2 separate regions of the Gossypium hirsutum genome follow, and region 1 is linked to region 2. A link is a contact called in public Hi-C data. All regions are on one chromosome and are shown on one strand. The core of a region is the stretch at or near the end of the contact, and the rest is flanking DNA. Distances in the headings are between cores, read along the strand shown. Region 1 holds the start of LOC107897862. Region 2 holds the start of LOC121220304.

Evidence for each region. A called contact is a pair of places that touch in the nucleus more often than the background predicts.
Region 1: a contact with region 2 is called in a Hi-C map of leaf, with 1.8 times the contacts expected there. The contact joins the promoter of LOC107897862 here to the promoter of LOC121220304 in region 2. A contact is called at or near these places in 4 of 34 Hi-C or Micro-C datasets (leaf and seedling).

The regions. Positions count from the first base shown.
Region 1 is chrD08:16,592,106-16,595,409 of Gossypium_hirsutum_v2.1, forward strand. It overlaps LOC107897862, which reads left to right and starts at 1,915. Exons shown (of 20, transcript XM_016823445.2): 1 at 1,915-2,384; 2 at 2,464-2,503; 3 at 2,612-2,860. The coding sequence starts at 2,168.
Region 2 is chrD08:16,438,822-16,442,096 of Gossypium_hirsutum_v2.1, forward strand. LOC121220304 reads right to left here and starts at 1,461. Exons shown (of 1, transcript XM_041099980.1): 1 at 742-1,461. The coding sequence starts at 1,461. The coding sequence ends at 742. It overlaps LOC107897860 (50S ribosomal protein L18, chloroplastic), which reads right to left and starts at 1,156. Exons shown (of 4, transcript XM_016823443.2): 1 at 92-1,156; 2 at 1-7. The coding sequence starts at 290.

The sequences.
Region 1 (3,304 bases), core at 665-3,164, 150 kb after region 2:
AATATAAAAATGTTAAAATTGATATACACTTATAAAAATTATAAAAAAATCATAAAAAATATAAAATATAAAAAATATAAAAAATATAAAAATCTAATAATTTATTAAATCATTTATAAAATTAATAAAATATTTAAATTTTATAAAAACGTATAAAATTAGTAAAAATTATAAAAATATAAAAAATTCTAATAAATTTATAAAAAATATTAACAATTAAAAATTATAAAAAAACTATTTAAACCTCTAAAATCATAATGAGCGCATGGCATTAGACCAATCATTGGATAATGAGAATAATCATAAGATCGTTAGGGTCATTTTCATGTTGAATAAAATGTTTTCGAAATTCCACAAATAAAATGATAATTGTGAGATCTTTTCCATTTTATTTATTGATAAGTTAGTATTATTTTTTAAAAATTTTATCATCTCAAAATTTTTAAGTAAAGTAGTTTGGACCTTGAAAAAATGGAAATTATTTACTAAGTATTGTATGATATAAAATATTTTTGATACAATTACATACTATCAAATCAAAATTTTATTATCCAACTATTAGCATATGTTAATATGAAATATTTTGACCAAGATTTTCATAACTGGTCAAGTCATCGGTTTGCCAATTCGACTGATCCATTTAGTTCAATTAAATAAAACATTAAAAATAAAAAAATATAAAATTAAAAATCAGTTTAATCGCCTGATTCCTAGGTCAATTGGTCTAATGGCTTTCTCTGAACATCGGTAACTTTGCCGACTTGGATTTAATCGGTCCGACCGATTGATCTAATCCAATTCAAGTTTTTATGTTTTTAATATTTTATAAGTTTATATAAATTTTAATGTTTTAATTTTTTTATATATATTTTTATGATTTTTATAAGTTTTTAAGAATTTTTATATGTTTTATAAAATTTTAAATATTTGTATTAATTTTATAAAGTTTTTCATAATTTATTAGAATTTTATTTTTATAATATTTACAAGTTTTTATAAGTTTGTATCAATTTTAGTATTTTTATTTTTTAAAAATTATATAATATTTTATAATTTTTCTATTTTTAATCATTTTATGGGAAAATATAGATTAAACTAAAAGTTGCCATGTGTCATCATTTAATTGGTTTGTCAATTTATTTTAACAAGTAACATGGTCAACAACGGAAACCATTAACGAAGGGACTTAATTGATTTTTTTGTTAATAGCAAGAAATTAATTGGGTACGAATTTAATACTGTTGTTTAATTGATTTTTCACATTTGTTAAGGACCTTTTTGACATATAAACAAAAAAAAAACTTAGGTATTCTTTTATTGAGTGATAACTAATCCCTTTTAAAAGATTTTTATAGTAATTTTATGTAATACTTAAAATTCCTTAAAAATATAAAAAAATTCATAAAAATATAAAAATCCCTAATTTTTTTTTAAAATATCGTAAAATTATTTAAAAATTTCAAGATTTTTCAAAAAGCCTAGAATTCCAAATAAATGAATTTTTATAAAAATTATGAAACTTTTTATTGTTTTTTAAAGTTTGGCATACTTATAATTATAAAATATTTTTTTTATAATTTTCAAAAAATAGATTAGAATTTTTTTAATTTTTTAAAATAATTATTTTGGTTTTTTTATGATTTTATTTAAGTTTTTTTATATTTTTAAAATTTAAATTTTTTTACTTTTATTTAATGTGGCAATTGGTTGATTTAATTTTTTAACAGAAAATATATAGATGGGTAACGGGTATACATAATAAAAGTTTAGGGGCCATTTTGATAATCAAAATAGAGTATAGGGGCCAAACTGATAAAAATAACATAGATACCAAAGTGAAATTTTTACTTTAGCACAGGGGTCAAAAGAGGTATTAAATTATTTTAGAAATGATAGTTCGAATTTGATTATTCTATTCAGTTGCTAGCATGTTTTTGGGGTTTAAAAAGAAAAATAAAGTAGAAAAAACAAAGAAGGGAAATACCTTGAGGGAGGGAGTTGCAAATCGAAAACCAGCCAGGACAGACTCAGCTGAGAGTGGGTGGATCTGAAATTCTGGATGAAACTCGAAATTGGAATAGTGATTCCAGATTTTTCGGTTGCCCTTGCTAGTGAACTGTATAATAGTTGTTTATAACCAGATCAGATCAGATCAGATCGGGGGGAAATGCTGCGGCTGAGGGCATTTCGAGGCACCAATGATAAGATTGTGAAGTTAGCGGTGCATCCCACGCATCCATGGTTGGTAACTGCGGATGCCTCCGACCACGTCTCCGTTTGGAACTGGGAACATCGCCAGGTCATTTACGAGCTCAAGGCCGGTGGGATCGATCAGAGACGTCTTGTTGGTGTCAAATTGGAGAAGCTTGCTGAGGGCGAATCTGGTTCGTAATCTATTTCTATATCTAATATTCATCCTCACTTGTTTTGGAGTTGATTTCATTTGACTTGACAAATTTGCAGAGCCCAAAGGGAAACCTACAGAGGCCATCCGCGGAGGGAGGTGATTATTATCTAGTAGAGCTCTCTTTTTTCGTTTAACTTTCTTCAAATACAATTTAACAGTAAAATCTGAAATCTGGACCTTTTTCTTTCGATGAATTGTTAATAGTGTTAAGCAAGTGAGCTTTTTCGATGATGACGTGCGGTTTTGGCAACTTTGGCGTAATCGTTCTGCGGCCGCCGAAGCTCCCACTGCTGTCAATCATCTTACTTCGACTTTTGCCTCTCCTGCTCCATCAACTAAAGGACGACATTTTCTTGTCATCTGTTGTGAAAACAAAGCCATCTTTTTGGACTTGGTTACCATGCGTAGCCGTGATGTACCTAAACAAGAACTTGACAACAAGTCTCTTCTCTGGTGAGTTCTCTCTCGGTTAGCTCATATTTAAATCAGCAGCTCCATTGCCATATTTATTTACTTCACATATATATATTTACTATTATAGGGAAATAAACTTACCTCTACTTTATGTCACATTCATTTGCTAAGCCCGAATTCTAGAATTGAAGCTTCTTATTCTTTGTTTTCTGCTACCTTTTAAGTGTCAATGTTTTCATCTATTCATATACCCGGATACCTTGCAAAGCATTTTGATTTAATTTTGCTGCTGTCCATGTTTCCCATTTTTTGTGCTGCTACTGCCTTCGACTTTTGATCACTTTTTATTTTAGAGTTTATTCATTGAAAGCAATAATTTTGTTGCACGTATTCGAGGTTCTTTCATTGATGTGGCCTTCTTTGATTGAAGTGCCTCATGCCTAGTCTAGTGTTGCTATCAGTTAAGTGATAGTCTTTTGTGCC
Region 2 (3,275 bases), core at 211-2,710:
TGTCTGCCTTTCAATTTAAACAAATATCATCAAAAACATACCCATGTTTATCATTCATTTATTATTAAACAGAAGAAACAATACGTCATACCTGCTTTCCAAGGCTTTAAAATGGGGATGTACTGGAAGGCAACGCAAAGAAAGCAAGTGTGGATAGTGCTATGAGTGTTGCTGTGAGAGGGGAGTGAAGTCTGGGAGGAGCGGGATTTGGATAAGAAAAGGGATAAAGCGTATGAATGAAATAAAGGGCATGTCCTCGGCCAGTTCGGCCTTGCTTGCCTGAACACCATGTCCTGTTCTCATCCCCTGCGTGTTGGTCCCATCACCTTCCGCCTCAACTCAAAAAGCCAAGCCCAACCCAATATCATAATTTTACATTATATACTATTTCTAAGCCACTGTTTTTTTTTTAATTATTTTAGATGGGGCTTTTATTAATAAGATAAAACATCTGTACAAAATAAAAACATATACCTATTATCCTAAGAAAAACGGCCCAAGATTTCAGATGGCCAAAGTTAAACAAATATCTAGATATTATTAAAGAATACTCTAGAAACGACACTTAATGCGCCGAACCATTGCCCAATCAGAATTTGATGAAATCTGTCTTCTCCTCTTTCTATCATTTCATTGCCCAGTTGACGATTTCATTTTTCAAAACTTTCCTTCTGAAACATTTCATTTTCTTTTTTTGTTTTGAAACTTTCTCTCTTCCATTCTTCATCTCCTAAAGCTTTCCTAATCTGGTTCACATACCCAATCGTACCTTTTTTGCTCTTCGGCATAGTCAGGGACCTCCATTTCCAGGTATATCTCCTTTTTCCTTCTTAGAGTTTCTGTTGCAAGAATATGTGCAAGATTATTTGCAGTTCTTGGTGTATGTTGGAATCTGATATTATTGGAGCCACTTATTTTCTGTTGGATATCATAAATATATGCCCCTACCAGTGATCGATCTTGACCCTTTATGTTGCATTTCTTTATTATTGCGAAGGAATCTCCTTCAAAGATGATTGACTGCCATCCATTTTCGACTCCTATTTGAACTGCTTTCCAACACGCTATTGCTTCAGCAGCAAATGCAGAGGTAATGTCATTGTGGATCTCTGAACAGGATAAAAGAACTTTTCCTTCCGCATCTCTGGCCATAATACCTGAAGCTGAACGGTTTTGACTCTCATTGTATGCACTGTCGAAGTTAATCTTGATGAACTCACAATGTGGGTGCCTCCATCTTTTGTTTTCTGTTATTATTACCGATTTTCTTTTTTCGAAACCAGTAAGCTCAGTAATGTAGTTACTGATGAAGTTTGCAATTTCTTTTCCGTTACTGACTTTTTCCTCGTGTATTCTTCTGTTTCGATCTCCCCATATGGCCCAAAGTGCGTAGCAGAAAAGGCGACCTTGACAAGGGGTGAGCTGTTCAAACACCCAGGTAAGCCACTGTACGAAGTCCATGCTCTGGTTCATTATAATATTCTGAAGTGATAGTTGTAATAGGCCCATTTGCCCGGCCCGTAAACCAAATCAAAATATAAACAAAATAAAAATTAATAACAGTCCAGAAATAGTCCATATACCTAGGCCCAAATTGTTTTTAACCCACTAGCCTATCCCAATTTCCTCAATCCAGTTAGCCTAACACTTAACCCGGACCCAAGGCATAACGCAGCCCAAAACAAAAATCAGAAGCAGGAAACACTAGAAAACCCTGGGCGCTGCATGACTGCACAGCCAGCACACTCTCCTCTCGTGCGTGTGCGACCACACCTTCGAGCCGCTCCTCACACGTGCCTCTGTACGATCATGTACCTACAAATGACAAAAGAAATAAGCAACAAAACAGAGAAAAGGGGCAACAGAGGGGATGGGGAGAGGATTTTTCTTTTTATTTTCTTTTTTTTATTTTCTTTGTAATGCTGGCCATAAAAAAGGGCCATTCGAATATTGTAAAGGACCACGCATTCAGAATAGAAAAAAAAGGTGATTTTGAATCCCACTTTCGCTGGTTTCTGTTTTCTTTTTATTTTCCTTCGTTCTTCTTCTTTACTGTGGTTCGTTAATAGTATGAAACAAAAGGCAAAGAGAGAGGAGGAAGAGAAATTCACCTGGTAGCCGAGACGTCGTTCACTCCGTCGCAATCGGAGTCGGGCGAGGGATTGGGGCCTCCAAGCGTTGGTTTGCTGAGCGGCGTTGGAGAAGAGTTACTTTTTTTTCTTCTCGTTTTTTTTATCTTTTGTCGATTCTTTTTTTTTCTTTCCTTTCTTTTCTTTTTATTTATTGTTTGCAAAACAGAAACGAAGGGAGAGGAGGAAGGAGACCCTTACCTTCGTGGGTGCGTCGATGAAGCCTTCTTCTCCTCGGCACGAATCGGAGTCGAATGGGAAGAGGCCTTAGATTTGAAATGGCAGAGAAAGGGAAAAAACGGAGGCGGCGTTCACCTCTCTTTGCAATTTTAAACCCCCGAATTTTATTCAGATTTTAATTTAACGCTTTTATAAATTTTACTTCATTTAAATTTTTATATTTATGATTCCCTTTTTATCAATTTATATTTTATTTATTTCATTTCATTTTATTATTCATATTAAAATGTTTGATATTATCTACGTTAAGTTATTTCATATATTACCTATTTAAATTGCTTTCTACGCTATTTTATTAAATGTTTTACATGTGTTATTTCTTTAGATTTCAGATCATTTCCTTTAAATTGTCTTGTGCAACGTTTGTTTAAATTGTTTGAAAGTGTTTATTGTAATCTATTATATGTTCTAGTTATGTTAAATTGTGCATCGTTAATTTTGAATATCTTGCATTATTCATTTTAAATCCTTATTATTTACCCCAAATTGTTGTCTAATTAATGGGTCTTTATTTATCAATGATTGTATTTGGATGATGAATATTGTGAGACTATTGCTATTGTGTGCACTTTAGTTCGCTTATTCGCTTACATATCATTGGCATCCACTTGCATAAATATTGTATTCGTATATTGTTGTTCCGTGCATGCTACTATATTTTATTTCATGTCATTGCATGTTTGATATAATCCACTTTATTTTATCCCCAAACAAAATAAATGTATGCCTTTAAGTGTTATACTCGCAACTATTCAAGAATAAAATTTCGAAAACAAGGCCATATTTTGCGTTTTGGCAATTCGAGAAAACTGTACCCTAACTTACGGGGTATCGATTTCTCGTTTAACTTAAATAGTAAAATATTCTTTTAAATTATGACTTTTGAATAAGTAAAATTTCATGTTT